2 separate regions of the Mus musculus genome follow, and region 2 is linked to region 1. The links are chromatin contacts, called in public Hi-C maps. All regions are on one chromosome and are shown on one strand. Each heading gives the region's core, a stretch centred on a gene start, on an enhancer-like site or on the middle of the called end of the contact. The rest is flanking DNA. Distances are from core to core; before and after follow the strand shown. Region 1 overlaps Anks1b (ankyrin repeat and sterile alpha motif domain containing 1B). Region 2 overlaps Anks1b (ankyrin repeat and sterile alpha motif domain containing 1B).

Region 1 (3,591 bases), core at 142-2,641:
TGAAAGATAGGTTGCATGCAGGATATTCCTTCAAGAGTGACAGGAATGACTTTTTCTGTATATAAATGAAGTTTAGTGTGAGTGTTGTGCTTATCTTTTAAGCTTGCACCACCACTGTCCGTTTCATTCACTCCTGTTGCCCAGGTGGTTGATCACACCCATTGGAATCGAGCATCTCAGTTTTACAGATCACATCTATTCGGAGCATCTTTTGGGGGAACTTTAAATTGTCAAACAGAAAATATTTAACAAGATTAAGGGGATGCTTATGTCTTCGACAGACATGTTTATCTCTAAGGAAACACTGTTTCTACTTAAATGTTTTATTAAGCTCACAGCTTATGAATTTTTTGGACTTCTTTCAGTTTCTGATTATTTTATTTCTTTAAAAACTTGGGATTTATTTGTGGTAGCTCTTGATTTTGAGCACCCATGAATGCAATGGCATATTCACAGATTTAATTCTACCCACAGATTACTTGGAAGGCGCAGGAAGGTCAGCAGCAGTCCTGGAAGAGCATGCTCAGGAAGATACAGCACAAGAGACACACCTTTCGTCTCCTGCCGAGTCTCCTCAAAAGACTAAAAGTGCGTAGTTGGTTAAACCCCTGAAACAGTGCCAGTCATGTCTGGTCAAATTTGTCAAAGTGCATAGGAAGGGTTGGCACCAATAGAAATGTCCAATCAAGGTTTTTTTTGTGTATGTGTGTGTGGTTTATACTTCATATTTTATATATTTCCGTAGTCAGCATTTATAGAGTTTCTGCTGATTGTTTGGAATTATCATGGTAATGACATATGGATTGTTCATGGCACTGACATAGAATTACATGTGTCACTGACCTAGGGATTACATGTGTCACTGACCTAGGGATTACAGGTGTCACTGACACAGGAATTACATGCATCACTGACATAGGGATTGTTCATGGCACTGACATAGGGATTACATGTGTCACTGACCTAGGGATTGCATGTGTCGCTGATTGCATGTGTTACTGACATAGGGCAACAAGCAAGGTAGTTAGCAATCCCAGTAATGAAGTTTATATGGAGTAGAAATGTATTTTCTCTAGCTTTATGAGGTGTATTTGGCAAATACTTTTATATTTGCAGCATATAATGTGAGGTCTTGGCACACACACAGTGAGTTGATTATTACATCTAAACTAATTAACAAATGTGTCACTTTGCACAATCCCCACTTTTTGTTGGTGAAAACAGTATCAAATGTCATGGGAAATTTCCTGAGTTAATCCATTCTCTCCTGACTGAAACTGTGAACCCATTAATCACTCTCTCCATCATTTCCTTCCTACTGTAGACTCTGCTAACCACAATCCCTGTCTGCCTTTATAAGTTAACCTTATATCGCTCATGTTAGTGAGATCATCCAGTATTTGTTTATTTCAGCGTCAGCTTGCTCAGCTTCCAGTGACATCAGGGCTTACTCAAAAGATAGGCACCCTTCTCACAAGTGTTCATAGTGGTCTATTATCCATTTGTATTTTCCCCATCCATCCACCCACCCACCCACCCATCCATCCATCCAACAAAGGACTCTTAATTTTTTCCTCATATCGTAGCAATCCTAACCCATTCAGTTAAAATGGGACACATATGTTTCTATTCAAGATGTCGATTTTATTTACTAGAGGTAGACATTAGAAGTCGGTTACTGGGGGCTGAAATAGCTCAGCTGGGAGAGTGTTAGACTGAAGTAGGTTGCTGTACTGAAGAGCTCTCATGCTTTTCTACAGTGGCCTGTATGTTCCCACAACAGTATACACAAAATTCTTCACCCCAGGCCTCTCCAACATTTGCTTTCTTTTATCATTTTGATAATAACTGTAAAACAAGACCTCTTTGTGGTTTTAATTGGTAGTTCCCTGATGGCCAGTGATGCTGCATATCATTTTAATGTATCTTTCTTTCTTCCTTCCTCTTCCTTTCCTTTCTTCCTTCCTTCCTCTTTCTTTCTTTCTTTCTTTCTTTCTTTCTTTCTTTCTTTCTTTCTTTCTTTCTTTCTTTCTCTCTCTCTTTCTCTCTTTTCTTTCCTTCCTTCCTCCTTTCTTTCTTTCTTTCTTTCTTTCTTTCTTTCTTTCTTTCTTTCTTTCTCTCTCTCTCTCTCTCTCTCTCTCTCTCTCTCTCTCTTTCTTTCTTTCTTTCTTTCTTTGAAAAATAAAAGTATATCACTTGCCAATTTAGCCAATTTAGGTTATTTGATCTTGTTTGGTTACTGAATACACACACACACACACACACACACACACACACACACACACACATGTATATTCAGATATTGAGCCTTTATCAGATCTATGATTTGTAAACATTTTCTTTCACTTGATAAGCTGCCTTTATTTTATGGATTGTTTCCTTGTCCCACAGAAGGCTTCTCCTATGATTTAGTTCATTTACCAACTTTGATTTATTACCCTGGGCTTTTGGTATCTAAAAAAAAAAAAAAGCATTTTTCAGACTGAGGTCAGGAAGCTTTGCACTTTTTCCAGAGGATTTTATGATTTCCTTCATTAAAATCTTAGTGATTTTTCGGCTGATGAATGCATATGGCACAAGGTACATTCACTGTGATTCCTGTCTACAAACATGCAGGCTCCAGCATCCTCTTTTCCATGTTGGAGGTTCCTGGCATTGTTGCTGGGAAGTGTCAATAATAAAAAAGATATTATGCAATCATTAAAACAAGATACATAGATCAGTATAAAAGAAAAAACTAGAAATAAATCTAAAATCTATGCTCATTTCATGTCATCTTAATTAAAATTTTATTGTAATTGCCGCAATTAATTTTCAGAGTAAATTCTGAGTTCAAAGTACTTTTTCTGAAGATGTCAAGAAAAATTCTTATTTACTATAAGTTTTGGCACATGATAAAAATCATCTTTTCCTTCTGTTTTTCCTTTTTCCTTATATATCACAATTCTGATTACCTATAGTATAGTTCTTTGTTTAAAGAAGTTAATGGTATTTATGTTTGTTGAAATAGGACATAAGTTTTCAATATTATTTCAGGCTGGTTAATGAATGATTAGATTCTGTCAGTGAAATAAAATGCCAATTAAAAAAAAATAAGTCCAAGTGATTGATTGTTAGTGGTTGCATGTGTGAAGCCCTGAGTTCGAGTTCCATGCTGCCACAAAAGAAGAAAGTTAAATTACTGTAAAAAAAAAATAAAGCTACAGAAACTAGTCACTGTCTGTAATTAAACTTTCAATACTGATTTCTATTTTGGCAAAGAATAGCTACAGTTAAAATTGGAGCCTCCTTTGTCTGTTAGCATGGTCGTATTAATTATGCTTAGTGCCTTGCTTCTGCCTGATGTTTCTAGCCACTTACGTGTTGTGTTTTGTCCTCTGTCAACACGGCAGTCTCACTTACATGATTAAACATCACACCTCAGTAGTAGTATTTCTTGTATCGTCTGAAAACAACTTTGTTTTCTTGTAGGTGAAACTGTCACTGGAGAACTATCAAAACTCCTGGATGAAATAAAACTCTGCCAAGAAAAGGACTATTCCTTTGAAGATCTGTGCCATACGATCTCAGACCACTACTTAGATAACTTGA
Region 2 (3,636 bases), core at 367-2,866, 70 kb after region 1:
AGAGTTGTCTCATAAAGAATATGTATATACTAATTTCCTAGACTATACCATTAATAGATAGTATTATTCCTATACTCATATAGATGAGATATACTTCATGTACCATGTAGCATAGTTCAAAAGGGTAGACCTGTTGTCTGGACCACCCTTACATAGGGAATTCAGGGAGATTTCTCATGAATGCTTTGTACTCAACTCTTGTGCTTTCTGGTTTCTTATCAGAGTACAACTAGAGGTAGAAATTGTGTCTTGACTTGTGTTGAACATCTTCTAAATCATCTTCTTCTTATAGCAGAGCCCTGATAGAGTCTCTCTGGCTTTCTCCATCCTGCTTTCCTTTATGGAAGAGTTTGTCAGACAGCCATTATCTTCATACTGCTGTGCTTTTGTGCCTGTTCAGCTCCATTCACATTTTTTCTTCTCTGCATAGAATTCTCATACTCTGAAGGATTGGTGCTCAAATGCAAGAGCGTTGTCTTCTTTCCTTCTTTCTCCCTCATTGGAAATATCTGTTCATTCTTCTAGCACCTATTGCATCTCTAACTACTTACAAATTGTGTCTGGTTTTACTGTCTAGCTATGTCCTTTTATATACCAAGTTCAGGTGTCCTGAGATAGTTTTGTTTCTTTACTTTTCTCAATTTGTAAGCAGTAGTTTTGTACTTGAGTTCATGACACGGGACAGACACACAGGCAAAACCAGGAACTGAATCTTTAAACTGCTTTATTCAGAGAGCTAGAAATCTGGGAAGAAAGTGGGTGCATGTCCTAAAATTTGTCTTACATATTGTCTTTAAGCAGCAGATTTTTTTCAGAGATTCTTTATTGTCACTCCTGTCCTGGTCATGTTTCTGAAACTCAGGGTGCCTTTCTTTTTATCTACTCCTCTCTTGGTAGCAGGCAGTCATTCACAAGCAATACCACACTTGAGTCTCCTATTATCTGTGGGTTTACATTGTGTAGATCAAGAGTCAACACCAAACAAATAAGTTGAGCAATGTGTGTTTAGATTCCTTCCTACAGAATGAGATACAAGTATGCTTTTGTAGCATAGCTATTTGTTCTCATCTGTTTTTGATCAATGACTATTTAAGAAATTGAAGTGATTTTTTTGAGGTAGTAGGTATAAATAATATAATTTTAAATATATTCCTTCTAAGTGGTAGTGAAATTATGTTCATAGCAAGTTCGGGTTAATTTGACACTTTTTTTTTTTTTTTTGCTACTGATATTTGTACAGGAGGAAGTTTTCATTTACTGTTTCTTTTTTTTTCTTCCTGTTTTTGTTGCAAATAAATTCTTCTCTCACATAATACATCCTGACCACAGTTTCCCCTCCCTCCATTCCTCTCAGTTTCCCCCACCTTCCATCTCTCCCAACTCCACTCCTCTTCCATTTTCCTTCAGAAAAGAGGAGCTCTCCAAGAGACAACAGCCAAACAAGACAATACATGATACAATTAGACAAGGTAAAAACCCTCATATTAGCTGAACACAACAACCCAACAGGAGGAAGAGAGTCCCAAGAGCACGCAAAGGAGTCAGAGACCTGCTGGCTCCCAAGCTTAGGATTTTTTAGCATGTGCCTTCATTGGTATAAAAATCACTGAAAAAAAATACTATGTGAGAGGTGACTAATTTTTTAGAAATTGAGAAATTGGCAAGAGCATGAGTAAGACAGGAAATGACTAACTCCAAGTGATAAATGTGGACTTTCAATAAGAAGAAAATGAATATTAACATAATTAAAGCATTTGTTCAAAATAGAAAAATGGTATGACCCAGCCAGCAGGAAGTAGGCAATGAAGAGAGCTGTACACTAGAGATATAGTTATAAATAATATGTGTCTTATCTAAAAATGATTCATGTCAGACCTACATACATTGATAATGGCATAGAAAAACTCCTCATGTAAACTACCAGAACACTGAAAAGAAGAAAACCTTCATTATCAAAGGAAAGTTGACAGACTCACCAGACACTCCTGTTTTCTGCATAGATATAATATCCTATAAGAATGTTACAGGGAGGAAAACAGAGATGGAGTTATATAATTCCACTAAGTTGTACATACAAAGAGTAAGGTTTGGGGCAGCTACAGTTTCCAGACAGAAGAACATACAGGAGGGAGAGAGGGAGGGAGGGGGAGAGGAAGGGAAAGAGGAAGCGAGAGAGAGAGAGAGAGAGAGAGAGAGAGAGAGAGAGAGAGACAGAGAGACAGAGAGACAGAGACAGAGAGACACACAGAGAGAGAGAGACAGAGAGAGAGATATTTTGCCTAAAATTGTCTTTTAATTGTAACAGAATATTAACCTCCACAGACATAGAACAATGTATGTTCATGAAGACAGGAAAAAAAATTCATTGGAAAAAGCAATACTAGGAGAATGTTATTATAAAATTTCCAAGAGTTCAGAAGTATCATGAATTATGATTACCACTAGCCCATTGGTGAGATATTGCTGATCTATTCAGGAAACTTAAATCTTAGTGATGAGTCTAAGCTACTTCTAGAGTAAAGGATAAACTAATATTTTTGATTAATGATTTATTGTTTAAATTAAAATGCAGTTACATCATTCCCCCATTCCCCTTTCTTTTACAGATTATGAAAACAACTTAATAAAGATAGAATCTGGAAACATATGTATGTATATTAACTTTAAAATATTGATTTATAACTAGAATCTATTTTCTTTCCAATTATAGTACACAGTCTTATCTTTTATCCAAGTTTAAAAATGGATAAAATTTCAGGCTTAGTTATTTCAGTGGTTAAAAAAATCTTTTAGAAAATAAAAATTGAGGGCTTTTTCCAATGTAATTTATGATGCTTTTATTGCTGTGCCATTACATAAAGTCCCCCTACCCTATAAGAACTCTGGATCGGTAGCATTCATAAACACATTAACAAAGATGTTTAGATAGTAAAAAAACAGCCAGGCATCAATAACAAATCATTATGCATCACAAGTAAGTATATTTCCGAAGGACTAGCTTAGTTCACCACCATAACTCGGGATCCTCACTCCAGTCCTCTTTCTCATAAGACAAGTGCTGGTTAGTCGGTTTAAAAACAAACATGCAAACAAGCCTTACAGGGAGTCAGAAGATTCTCAGGGGTTAAAGCATTCACTCTGCAAGCCTGAGGACCAGAATTTGAGTCCTGAGAACCTGCTGAAGCTGAGCAAAGTGTCACCCATGTGTAATCTCAGTGCTCCTGTGGCGAGATGGGAGGCAGAGACAAAAGACTCCCTGGAAGCTAGGAGGCAATGGTGAGCAGCAAAGAACAAGGAAAAGGCAAGGACAGACGCAAGAGCATGTATGTGTCAGTGGACACACCACAACCACACATATTAAACAAGCACAAAACACATCATACATAAATACAAATAAAAAAATAGAAATTTAAAAATTTCAGGGCTCTTCACTGGGAACCAAGCAATCCTGAACTAATGGGGCTGGGACAGTTTCAACTCAGATAAGAAAAGTAAAATGAATCCCAGGCTTTAAGATACACAACACAGCATCAAGCTCGGTGAGGGTCAGAGAGCACAGTACAAGAGTAAAATTCTTAATCCATCAGAGGAAGGTATAGTAGGATATCTGCAGGGATGAACAGACCAAAGAGTGTT

What was found. Hi-C and Micro-C count contacts between places; a contact is called where the count stands out from the background.
Region 2: a Hi-C map of pancreatic cancer cells shows a contact between it and region 1, with 2.0 times the contacts expected there. The contact joins two enhancer-like sites. A contact is called at or near these places in 10 of 484 Hi-C or Micro-C datasets (the C2C12 cell line, the STO cell line, embryonic fibroblasts and 5 more) and 1 of 9 other capture datasets (adipose tissue).

What each region holds. Positions count from the first base shown.
Region 1 is chr10:90,073,505-90,077,095 of GRCm38.p6, forward strand. It overlaps Anks1b (ankyrin repeat and sterile alpha motif domain containing 1B), which reads left to right. Exons shown (of 27, transcript NM_001359241.1): 7 at 475-588; 8 at 3,472-3,591. Among named protein-coding and RNA genes, the nearest start is that of Anks1b, 200 kb to the left of the region's middle. Within about 2 kb of position 1,392, at least 2 of the 459 cell types and tissues checked have an H3K27ac peak or open chromatin away from gene starts, as enhancers often do. A contact at or near this core is called in pancreatic cancer cells, where this site is marked.
Region 2 is chr10:90,142,980-90,146,615 of GRCm38.p6, forward strand. The region is part of intron 8 of Anks1b (ankyrin repeat and sterile alpha motif domain containing 1B); the gene reads left to right. Among named protein-coding and RNA genes, the nearest start is that of Anks1b, 270 kb to the left of the region's middle. Within about 2 kb of position 1,617, at least 17 of the 459 cell types and tissues checked have an H3K27ac peak or open chromatin away from gene starts, as enhancers often do. A contact at or near this core is called in pancreatic cancer cells, where this site is marked.